Linked DNA regions of Mus musculus: all the other regions are linked to region 1. Evidence: chromatin contacts called from public Hi-C and promoter capture Hi-C data. All regions are on one chromosome and are shown on one strand. Each heading gives the region's core, a stretch centred on a gene start, on an enhancer-like site or on the middle of the called end of the contact. The rest is flanking DNA. Distances are from core to core; before and after follow the strand shown. Region 1 holds the start of Slc38a9 (solute carrier family 38, member 9). Region 2 overlaps Gm15286 (a long non-coding RNA gene). Region 3 holds the start of Hspb3 (heat shock protein 3).

Evidence for each region. Promoter capture Hi-C pulls out the DNA fragments that hold promoters and counts their contacts. Hi-C and Micro-C count contacts between places; a contact is called where the count stands out from the background.
Region 2: a Hi-C map of B cells shows a contact between it and region 1, with 8 read pairs. The contact joins the enhancer-like site here to the promoter of Slc38a9 in region 1. A contact is called at or near these places in 3 of 39 promoter capture datasets (liver and pre-B cells) and 1 of 484 Hi-C or Micro-C datasets (B cells).
Region 3: a promoter capture Hi-C map of neural stem cells shows a contact between it and region 1. The contact joins the promoter of Hspb3 here to the promoter of Slc38a9 in region 1.

The regions. Positions count from the first base shown.
Region 1 is chr13:112,659,045-112,662,897 of GRCm38.p6, forward strand. It overlaps Slc38a9 (solute carrier family 38, member 9), which reads left to right and starts at 1,722. Exons shown (of 15, transcript NM_178746.4): 1 at 1,722-1,828.
Region 2 is chr13:111,632,469-111,636,321 of GRCm38.p6, forward strand. All of the region lies in intron 2 of Gm15286 (a long non-coding RNA gene), which reads left to right. Among named protein-coding and RNA genes, the nearest start is that of Mier3, 52 kb to the right of the region's middle. Within about 2 kb of position 1,878, at least 71 of the 459 cell types and tissues checked have an H3K27ac peak or open chromatin away from gene starts, as enhancers often do. A contact at or near this core is called in B cells, where this site is marked.
Region 3 is chr13:113,661,644-113,665,496 of GRCm38.p6, forward strand. Hspb3 (heat shock protein 3) reads right to left here and starts at 2,033. Exons shown (of 1, transcript NM_019960.2): 1 at 1,253-2,033. The coding sequence starts at 1,849. The coding sequence ends at 1,385. All of the region lies in intron 1 of Gm34586 (a long non-coding RNA gene), which reads left to right.

The DNA.
Region 1 (3,853 bases), core at 472-2,971:
ATCTTATTCTATAGTACATGAATGTATTATTAAGGATTTCTTAGTGGGAAACCTGGCACAGTACTAGTCTGTTTATTTCTTGCTTGAACTGAGACCTTGTGCCTGTAGCTATGACTATGTGTTCAAATATTTGGACAAGCACTGCCCTGTGAGCCAAGAAACCATGAAACCAAGGTTTTGCCCATAAAACCAAGGTAAAACCTTGTAGGAAACCTTCAAGAACACTAGGCAGTTACAATTTCTTGAGAAGGTCTCTTCTCCCTCTGGTGCCAGTGACCTTCGTCAAGAATGTAGACTGCCATCTTTAAGGTCACCACTACCTGAAAGTGGGAGTTGGCCAGAGCTGCCTTATCAAATTCAGCAATTTTGTTACTGTGGTTTTAAGTATCTCTCCAGCAGTTGTAAGGTGCTTATTTATTTTGCTCTTTCCAATCTTGACTAAAACTGTTTTCTCAGACTGGAATTCAGGAAAAAAAGAAAAAAGAAAGGAAAAAGAAAATTTTCCTATTACAGAGACTTACAAAAATCATGTATCATTCATTTTCAAATGCAGATGCAGATGTACAGCCAGATGCAGTTGTAAGCCTTTTGGAACAAGAACACTGTCAACAAAATAACTTGTATCTCCCTAAAAGGCACCATTCACTACTACTTGCAATTTTAAGCCCTCAGTATCAGAGCGGATATTTAGAAGAGTTTGAGAGCAGAGTTTGGAAGACCTTGGTTTGAATTCCAGATATTTTGCCACTTGAAAGTCTGTCTAGCCTTGCCATGTCACAACTTTTCTAAGACTGTTTCATTATCGGTAAAAATAGGTAAAACATGAAGTTTCCAAAGACTTTACAAAATGATAAATGTAAAATTCTTGGAATTCATTACTATTTGATAAGTTTAGGTCTTGGGGTCTTGATCACATTACAGCACATTGCTTTTGAATGTTAGCTTTCTTTATAGAGCCCTGGTTTTAAGACATGCCATATCAGTCTTAGGGATCTTACCATGAGATGACTTCATTACCAACATACATTGACTTTAGGTGGGGTGGGGAGGGGAGGGACAGGGGGAGGGCCAGGGGGAGAGAGAGACCCAGACCTGGCACTGGTGACACTCGCCTTTAATATCAGCACTCAGGAGGCAGAGGCAGAAGCAGGCAGATCTTTTGAGTTTGAAGCTAGCCTGGTCTACAGAGTGAGTTCCAGGACAGACAGGGACACACAGAGAAACTGTCTCGAATAACAAAACAAAAAACAAACCAAAACAAACACAAAACAAACAAGAAGACCACAGGAGAAAAATCAATGCTCATTAACAACTCCCCCATTCCACCCCAATCCAGCTTCCCTCGGGATCCAAGGGCGTGACCTAAGAACATAACACGAGCCAGGAAAGCCTGAGAAAAACGTCACCAGGGACGTCAGGCACATCATCTTGTTCTCACGTGGCCTGTGATGCTGTAAAGCACCTAAAGAGATCTCTTCTTTTTCTCTCTTCCTAGGTAGTTCGGGAGGAGAAGACAACCCAGCCGGTCAGATGTTCGAGCACCTGCTCAGCGACCCCGCCTCCGGAGCTGGAGGGCGGGGTTCTTTGATAGGCTGGCCGGCTGCTGCAGAGCCCTCTGGGAGTTGTAGTTTCAGATGGCGGCGCTTTCACAGAAGCGGTGGACTGTGTTTTCCTAGGACTCCATCCCCCGCCATCCCCCGCGGCCTAAGCCGTTGCCTCTTCCTGTTTAGAGGACTATTCTCTCTAAGCCGCTGCCAACTGAGAGGTCTGTGAAAGGGTCTTCGCCTCCTGCTCTGGTTTTCCGACGTAGAGGGATTGGCCTGCTGAGGTAGACACGTTCTCGCTCCTGGCAAACTCACCCTGGGACAGTCCAAGAGGGAGCCCAGGCGAGGAAGGAAGGGCTGAGTTTGCAGCCATCGGGCTGTCAGCACGGAGGGGTCTTTGGGATGCCGGGAGAGCCAAGCCCCGGGCTAGGGACACTGCTCCAGAGTGGCGCAGGTCCCTCGAATGGGTCAAGTACGGGGAGTCCGCGGGAGCTGAGAAAGTCTGGGTCTGCTGGGAAAAGGCAGGAAGGGTTACAGCAGATGAACACCCGAAGCCGGGGTGAGAGGACTGTTGGGATTATTGCAGGGATAGAGAAAGATCTAGAGAGGAGAATTGGGAGCGGAAGCCCCTGCTGTGCCTACCACACTGGTGTTTGACTCTGACTCACTTGTGCTGGGACAGGTGCTGGAAGATGCAACCCAGGGCTGGGCAATGAAGTCGCTCTACCACCAAGCTACTTCCCCAGCCCATGAGTGACTGACTGCTCTAATTGTGGGTGGCAATGCTGTGTTGGCTGTCTTGAAATACTGGAGTTGTGAGGCAGCTAGTCAAACGTTTTCTCCTCGGTTTACAAATCAGGATGTCTTAAAAATTGAAGACATCTGCTTATCCATCAGTCAGTTATTAGCCAACTTGCCCAAAACCTAATTGTAAGGATCCCCTGGCAGTGCCTCATTTATTGTTGAGGTCACTCTCTGTTTTCCTATTCCATGCCTTCAAATATAACAAAGAAGTGGCATGTGGAGTACCAGACAAAAGTTTTTGTTTGTTCGCTATTTATTTGGGGTTTTGTTATTTGTTTTCAACAGAACTTTTCAGTAGATCAAAAGAAACTTGTAAATTAAAGAGAAACCTGTATGCCTTGTAAACAACTACAATCAGATAGACATGGGGCAAGCCTGTAAGCCCAGGACTTAGGTGAGCCAGGGGAACGGATGGTCTCCAGTTTAAATAGTGAGACTTAAAATCTGAAACCCAGGGCTAGAAAAATGGCTGGTCTCTAAAGTGCTGACCTTGCAAGCATGAAGACCCAGCGTGTATATGGGTCATTGCACCTTTGTAAAAAAAAAAAAAAAAAAAAACAGGTGTTATGGTGCACATAGTGATGTCCAACACTAGTGATATAGGAAAAAGGAAAAAAATTATAAGAGGTTAAAAATTTTTAGCAGGCCTGTGTTTTTATAATACATTTAAACTTTAGTGCTTTGCTAGTAGTTTTTGGTTTGTTTATTTGTTTGTTTGTTTTAATCTAAAACTCAACTTCAGAAAATCTAGTGTTGCTCATCTAGGAAAAGGAGAAGTTCTTTGTTGTCATAGTATTGCTTTGGTGCTTTCTAGACTACGTTGTGTCCATCACTGCCAGATTTTAACATTCTTTGAAGCATTAGTTAAGCAGAGTAGAAAAATGCGCCTCCCCCTCCTCCGCCCTGTAACATCAGAATTGTAGAATTATGGCTATTAGCTATTAACACACCGGTAAAGTCTTCATAAAGAAGGAATATATGTGTGTTAGTAGACCCTAGTGGACTTATAGAGAAAAGAGATACACGTGTAATAACTGCATCTACCAGGCTGCTGTTTTTGAATGACACAATTCCCTTTTTTTTAATACTACAGAGGTAGATAAACTCTTACCAAAATATCGCCTGCTGATGTCTGTTTTCCTTTTAAAAAGTGTTATTAGAATACAACCATGTATACTCATTTCCATACTATCTGTCATACTAAAAGGCAGAGCTGAATAATTCCAGATGCCCAGTGGCTTAAACAATTTCTTTCTGCCCCATTATAGAAAAAGTCTCTCTATGCCTAATAAACAATATAACGTATCTTAAATTTTATCATATATGTAAATGTATTAGATAATAACTAATATCAGCCTTTGAGAAAGAACATAAACTCCTTGGATGTTTATGTCCATAGAAATATTTATCTTACCACAACCTAGTGTGTTCTGCAAATTGATGCTAGCATCTTAGCATAGGTACTATAGATTCAGTTATGGATAATTATAGGGAGGGTGTTAGAA
Region 2 (3,853 bases), core at 628-3,127, 1.0 Mb before region 1:
TAAGGTCACAGTTGCATCGAGTTAGGAATTCACCCTCAGAGCCACACTAACTACAAGACTCTCTCCCAACCTAAAGATCATATCGCCTGGGGCTGGAGAGATGGCTCAGTGGTTAAGAGCATTGACTGCTCTTCCAGAGGTCCTGAGTTCAATTCCCAGAAACCACGTGGTCGCTTACAACTATCTGCAATGGGGTCTGATGCCCTTTTCTGGTATGTCTGAAGAGAGCAATGGTGAATACATTTTATATATTTATATATTATAATGTGTGTGTGTGTGTGTGTGTGTGTGTGTGTGTGTGTGTGTGTGTACATCATATATCATATCTCTGCTGTTCCCAGACACAGCTACTCTGGGAAGTCAGGGGTTTAAATGAATTTTAAAGAGCACGAGACTCGGTCCACAGCACAGCTTATAAGCCAATATTGATAGGTTAGATTCTCTGTATTTTAATTAGGGTGTCTAAACATTTACGGCTTCCAGTTGTTGATGCAGTTCGATTTGAATTTGCCATGTTGATATTTGTTTTCCATTTCCCCATATGGCTCTCATTTGCCTTGCTCCATCTCCATCTGCACAAAGCTGTGAGAACCTGGAAGAATCCATACTTTTTGCCCTGTTTTCAGTGACTGTCCTTGGGGCTGGAGTTTTGCTCTCCACTCCACTGCTCAGCCTGGCTGCCTTGTCCACTCCCAAATCTTGGGACAGCTCACTACTACACAGGAGAGAATTCAGACTAGAATAATTCTAAAACACCCTGGAAGGCCAACTGAGGCACTTTAAGAACTTGTTTTACCCAGTTATCCAACTTTACTTCCAAAACCTTTCTTCATCTATTCTTTTTATTTTCTCCTCAATAAGTGTTTATTTACTCCTTCTTGTCTTTTTAAATTTTCTTCCATATGTAAGTATGTATGTATGTATGTATGTGTGTATGCTGTATGTGTGTATGCTGTATACACATGTATGAGTATAGGTACTCATACCATGATATGGAGATCAGGGGACGATGTGCAAGAGTTGGCTCTCTTTGTCCACCTTTACATGGGTTTCAGGATGGAACCCAAGTAATTGGGCTCACAAGGCCAGTGCCTTCCCCACTGAGCCATCTTGCAGGCCTCTCTTTAATCTTAGGTCTAATTTTGTTCACACTTAAAAGATCTTATTCTCAGCTCAGGCTCAATCTCAGCATGTATTTTTTTTCACACTTTTCTATTTACACACAAGTCTCTCTCTCTCTCTCTCTCTCTCTCTCTCTCTTATAAAATTTTGATGGTCTCATAACGCTTCACCCTCTGCTACTTCTATGTAAGGCCTGATCTGACTCCCTTCCCTTACCCCATGAGAAAAAGGGGTTCCCCCCTCCACTGAGTTCTCTGACTATTTTGTGAGAGAGTCTTTCAACATTTAACACACACACACACACACACACACAATATATATATATATATTCTGTTTGTCCCACTTGAGGCTAGAGAAACCATTCATTATTGAAAAGTCTTTTTCACATTGTTCAAAAAGAAAAACAAAACAAAAGGTTCTTTTTTTTTTCAATTTCTTTTTTCCTTTTTTTTTTTTTTTTTTTTATTATTTGAGAATTTCATATACAAGCTCCCTGACCTCTGAAACCAGAGACTGAACCTCCGACTTCATGCATGCTTGGCCACTAAGGTCCATGGCCTGGTGGTAAGCAGAGGTTCTTGCTTGCAAACAGCAGCAATAGATTTCAAGTAACTTTAATCGGAGAAGCAAGTATTGGAAGAATACTACATAGTTAATAGAGCTGATAAGAAGGCTGTAGAGATAAACTCAGCCATGGCCCAGGGTGCAAGGGCAGTCGGGAGGAGCCGCCACCACCCTGTCCTGCTTGTTTCTCTCTGAGTGTGTCCCGTTTGCAGTACAGGGGCACTGGGAAGTCTTGACAAACTGATTAAACTGGGCATCTGTACACCCCGAGTCTCTAAAGGACAGGGAGAGGGAACACACACCCCTTCATTTCCTATTGTGGTAGGTATTGGGATGACTTTGAAAGTAACAGTTTAACAGCGCCTCCCGTCTCTGGGACAGTGCCCAGGTGAAGATACAAATGTGGCTTCAACTCTAGTTTCCCACAATCCTCCTGGGCCTCGTTTTCCTTATGTCAGCTTTATTTGCAGCATAGATGGCAGCCAATTAGAAATAGAAGTTCAGAACATCTTATTTCTACCCACTAAGGTTCACCAGGAGGGTGTCACTGACTGACCTGAAAATGGTCCCTTAACCACTTCCTGCCAAGAAACAGCAGGGAAGGGGAGAAGGAAGTTTGTAGCATACTCTCCCCCCCCCCCCCGGCCGCCCGGGGACTGAGGGGGACGTTGGGGGAAGCCGGTGGTTCCTGTTTCAAGACTCTGGCTCGCTGCACCTGTGCGTATCAGGCAGCCCTGCACCTATAACATGGGGCAAGAAGAGGAGAAACTTTCTCTCCTGCCCCTTTGGGGATCCTCCAGTATCTTTGTATACAACTATCAGTTATCTACTAGCTAGGTGATTCCCCAAGGGACGAGGTTGTTTCTATATGAGAACAGATGGTGACCACAAAGACAAAATGGCAACAGCATTAATTTCCATCCCATCATTAGCAGTTCTTGGGGTATTAAAATTCACACTTGCTCAAGTTACTGATTCCATCTCATGGAGGTCCATGTTCTCATGTAAAGATACATAAATGTCGTACTTGTGAAGTAAATACAAAACATTATACTCTAAAACGAAATATAATACAAAGAATGATATGTTTGATGAACTTTATTATGGAAACTTGCTAGTAAATAACCACATCACACACACAAAAAAAAAAGATTTATTTACAAATAAACTCAACTTTACTGAAAAATAATAAGGTTAGACCTTTTTTGGGTTTTTTGTTGTTGTTTTCTTTGAGACAGGGTTTCTCTGTATAGTCCTGGCTGTCCTGGAACTCACTCTGTAGACCAGGCTGGCCTCGAACTCAGAAATCCGCCTGCCTCTGCCTCCCGAGTGCTGGGATTAAAGGTGTGTGCCACCACGCCCAGCTGCAACAGACCATTTTCTATACATCCTCCCTCCTTATGAACATGCTCTCCAAAGTCGATAAATTGTATGTCATAATTGATTTTAATTAATGCACCTAATTTCCCCAAGTTTTTATCTGGTGTCTTTTTTTCTGTCCTGGGCCACATTCAGGAAAGTTGTCTGTTGTCTTCTCTTCAGGCTCTTCTTGCCTGTGAGTTTTCCAAACCGTAACTTTTATGTTTTTTTTTTTAAAGATTTATTTATTTATTTATTTATTATATGTAAGTACATTGTAGCTGTCCTCAGACACTCCAGAAGAGGGCGTCAGATCTCGTCACAGATGGTTGTGAGCCACCATGTGGTTGCTGGGAGCCGAACTCTGGACCTTCGGAAGAGCAGTCGGGTGCTCTTACCCACTGAGCCATCTCACCAGCCCAACTTTTATGTTTTTGACTATTTGAGGTGAATTGATCGGCTATTCTGAGGAAAGTTCCTTTGGCTGGCACTGCTGTGGTATCTTTCCTGTGACTGGACTAGAGGGATGTTTTTGGGGGAGAAAAGCCAGAGGGGTAATGTCCTGTCACACCGTATAGTAGGAGTATGCTGCCCTGCATCCTGTAGTGATAGAGTTTATCGGGTGACAGAGGTAAAATCTGTGTCTTTGAAGGAGAGATCAAGACGTTATACAGAGCTGGTGTGTGACAGGTAGAGAGGCTTCCTTAATGACAAAGTAGTTTCAATTCCAAACTCATCTTCCCCAAGGGGATGTGCAAAAAAAGATGAATGTGGTGGGCCAGGAATTGTGGATCTCAGAAAGGAATGC
Region 3 (3,853 bases), core at 783-3,282, 1.0 Mb after region 1:
GTTCATGTAAGTTTCAATTTCTCAAACAAAAACATCTCATCCTAGACTTCATACCCCAAACGTCAGCTTTAGACACGAATTTCATATAAACAGATGCTCCAACATCTTTTCGATGTTAGCAAAAAGTAGCAAATGTCACCCCAGACTCTGTTTGATTTCTGGTTTTTACTGACTCCCCAACTTCCCTGTTTTAGCTTGAAGAGAGGAGAGGCAAGATGGAGGAGCACCATGACAGCTGTCTGCCTCCACACAGGTGACAGCCACACTCTGAGATCTTCTTTCTATTCTTAGCACTGGCCTGGCCTCTCTCCCTGTGAGCTCACATTCAGCACCCAGTGAAACAGAAAGCGGCCACTTTCTCCACGGAAGTATTTAGGATGCATAGAATGAGCTAGCACATATTCTAAATGCCTACGAGCAGCTGCTGAAGGCAAGCCTCCCTTTCTTAACCTCTACCAGCTCCATCCAGAGTCAAAGCAGCAGTTTGGGAGAACAGAGGCACTAAGGGAGTCCTGACAAGCATGTGCTGCCCCAGACTATGCACCCAGCTCTCATGGCTGCGTGAGCTCAGGTTCCTCACTGGCCGCAAGGTTATTTAAAACTTTCGACCAGTAGAGACAGCAGACGCTGGCACTGGCCATCCCCCCTTCAAAATAGCGAGCATTAAGATTTCCTGAGCCCAGCAATGCAACGTTTTAGTTTCCCACACCTAGCATACGAGACACTATACACTCTGGGCTAACAAATATAACACCAAAGCAAGTAGTATACATTGTCTAGCAGCAAAACTTCTGGTAGGGTTCAGTTTAGCTTTGAAAACTATATGTGGTCTATATGGGAACTTTTAAAAAACTAAAATACCTGAAGATCCCCACTGATGTTTAAATGAGCAACAACTGTTGTGACTTTTAACTAGATTCAGACCCAGGTCCCGTAAATTATAGTATACAGAAATAAAATTTTCTCTTTGAAGCCCTCCCCCCTCTTTCTAGCAATGCAGAAACTTTTCATACAGTGAGGAAAAATCAGATCTCTTTACTGACAAGGACTGGTTTGCCATGGGTTGTCCAAATGGCCTCTGTGGAATTTTAGACTCATCAAAAACCAGGCTGAGCATTCTCTAGTACCAACCACAGTCTGCTAGCTCTGAGGTGGCTTCATTGTAAAAGCAGCAGCACTCCTAACTGCACAAACACATTTGAAAACCTTCCTTTCTGGCTACCAATAAGAAAGACAACCTCCACATACCAGGAACGGTGGATACATTTGGTTTTTTTTAATCCTCATAAAAGTGACAGCAATCCATCTCAAAAGTTTAAGCATTCCCGGGGTGTCCCTGGCTTTCATCTTCCTTCCTGGGGTATGAAGAGCAACCAAAAGGCTTTCACTTGGTCCCTAGTGAATCTTTGACTTCCACCACCAAGATTCCATCATGACAGAGGATGGCAGACAAATCTTTGGTTTCGACTCCATCTGGCAGTTTGTACTGTCTGGTGAAACTCCGCGATATAAACCCGTGTTCGTCCATTCTGGTTCCGTGCTGTGCCTTGATCAGCAGCCAGCCCTCGAAGGTCTGGATGATGATGTCCTCGGGCAGGAACTGGACCACATCCAGCAGGATCTGGAAACGGGATTTGCCTTCTCCGGGTGGCTTCTCCGTGGAGGCTGAGTCCTCTGCCAGAGCCTGTGGCGTGCCTGCGCCTCTGGCTTTACTCAGGTCCTCGATGGTTGGCCCGGGCAGTGCGTATAGTGTATGATCCAGTCTGCAGTCTTCTAAGCCTCGAGCTTCAAACTCCTCCTGATAACGCACTGGGGTCTCTATGAGGTGCCTCAAAATGATTTTTGCCATAGCAGAGGCGACTCCAGCGTTGAACCACTTCCCTTCCGTGAGTGTCTAGTCTCTGGCGTTGCCTGCGGACTCGATTCTTAGTCCTAGCAGCTCCGTTTACAGTCCTGCCCAGACGGCAGCTTAATTGGGGCTGAATCAGACCGGCACACTGACTCTTGTCTTTTCACACACACTGACAATGAATGGCTATTTATAGCCGCCTCTGCGAGTTGCATTTAGCTCACAGCCTGTACAAGTGGGCCAGGCAGGGATCGCACTTGCACGCTCCCTTAGCCTTGGCAGGCCTGTCTGCCTTGTTCACCCCAAAACACAAAGTAGAAACCAGAAGCAGCGCTTGAAGATCACACCGTGTGACCTGCAAAGTGTGCAATCATCTCAGTACAAGCCTCTCCCTCTGCCTGAAAATTCCATTCGGGGAGAGACGATTCTAACTCTGGTTTATGAGAAATCAATCAATTTCAAACAGCTACTAAACTCCAGCTAAGTTCGGATCCTATTCCGTTCTTTTTACTCTTTTGTGCCTAAAGGACACCTGAACCACATCAGCTGGTGTTTGTACATCTGACTCGGCAAAATGAGATGGGATGACTAAGCGAGAAGACTGTGCAACTTCAGAGGGAGCCTGGGAGCTCAGGACTGACAGAAATAGTCAATAGCAGAGGGCAAAATGCAAAGCGTTCAACTATTTCATATTAAGGTTCAGAAAACAAAGAATGAATCTAATCAACACCATGCTATTGAATGGGCAAAGACACTCACTGCACATCATTTCTCAACTAGAGCACCCTTTCATTGTCCTTCCACTGGCCAAGACTGAGGCAGCTGCCGCGGAACTTCTTCAAGATGTGCTACATAAAAATAGAGTCTGCCAAGGTATTTTATATTATTTGTGACTATTGAGAAGGGTGTTGTTTCCCTAATTTCTTTCTCAGCCTGTTTATCCTTTGTGTACAGAAAGGCCATTGACTTCTTTGAGTTAATTTTATATCCAGCTACTTCATTGAAGCTGTTTATCAGGCTTAGGAGTTCTCTGGTGGAATTTTTAGGGTCACTTATATATACTATCATATCATCTGCAAAAAGTGATATTTTGACTTCTTCCTTTCCAATTTGTATCCCCTTGATCTCCTTTTGTTGTCTAATTGCTCTGGCTAGGACTTCAAGTACAATGTTGAATAGATAGGGAGAAAGTGGGCAGCCTTGTCTAGTCCCTGATTTTAGTGGGATTGCTTCCAGCTTCTCACCATTTACTTTGATGTTGGCTATTGGTTTGCTGTAGATTGCTTTTATCATGTTTAGGTATGGGCTTGAATTCCTGATAAGAACTTCAAGTCTCTAAAGAAAGAAATTAAAGAAGATCTCAGAAGATGGAAAGATCTCCCATGCTCATGGATTGGCAGGATCAACATTGTAAAAATGGCTATCTTGCCAAAAGCAATCTACAGATTCAATGCAATCCCCATCAAAATTCCAACTCAATTCTTCAACGAATTAGAAAGGGCAATCGGCAGATTCATCTGGAATAACAAAAAACCGAGGATAGCAAAAACTCTTCTCAAGGATAAAAGAACCTCTGGTGGAATCACCATGCCGGACCTAAAACTGTACTACAGAGCAATTGTGATCAAAACTGCATGGTACTGGTATAGTGACAGACAAGTAGACCAATGGAACAGAATTGACGACCCAGAGATGAACCCACACACCTATGGTCACTTGATCTTTGACAAGGGAGCTAAAACCATCCAGTGAAAAAAAGACAGCATTTTCAACAAATGGTGCTGGCACAACTGGCGGTTATCATGTAGAAGAATGCGAATTGATCCATTTCTATCTCCTTGTACTAAGGTCAAATCTAAGTGGATTAAGGAACTCCACATAAAACCAGAGACACTGAAACTTATAGAGGAGAAAGTAGGGAAAAGCCTCGAAGATATGGGTACAGGGGGAAAATTCCTGAATAGAACAGCAATGGCTTGTGCTGTAAGATCAAGAATCGATAAA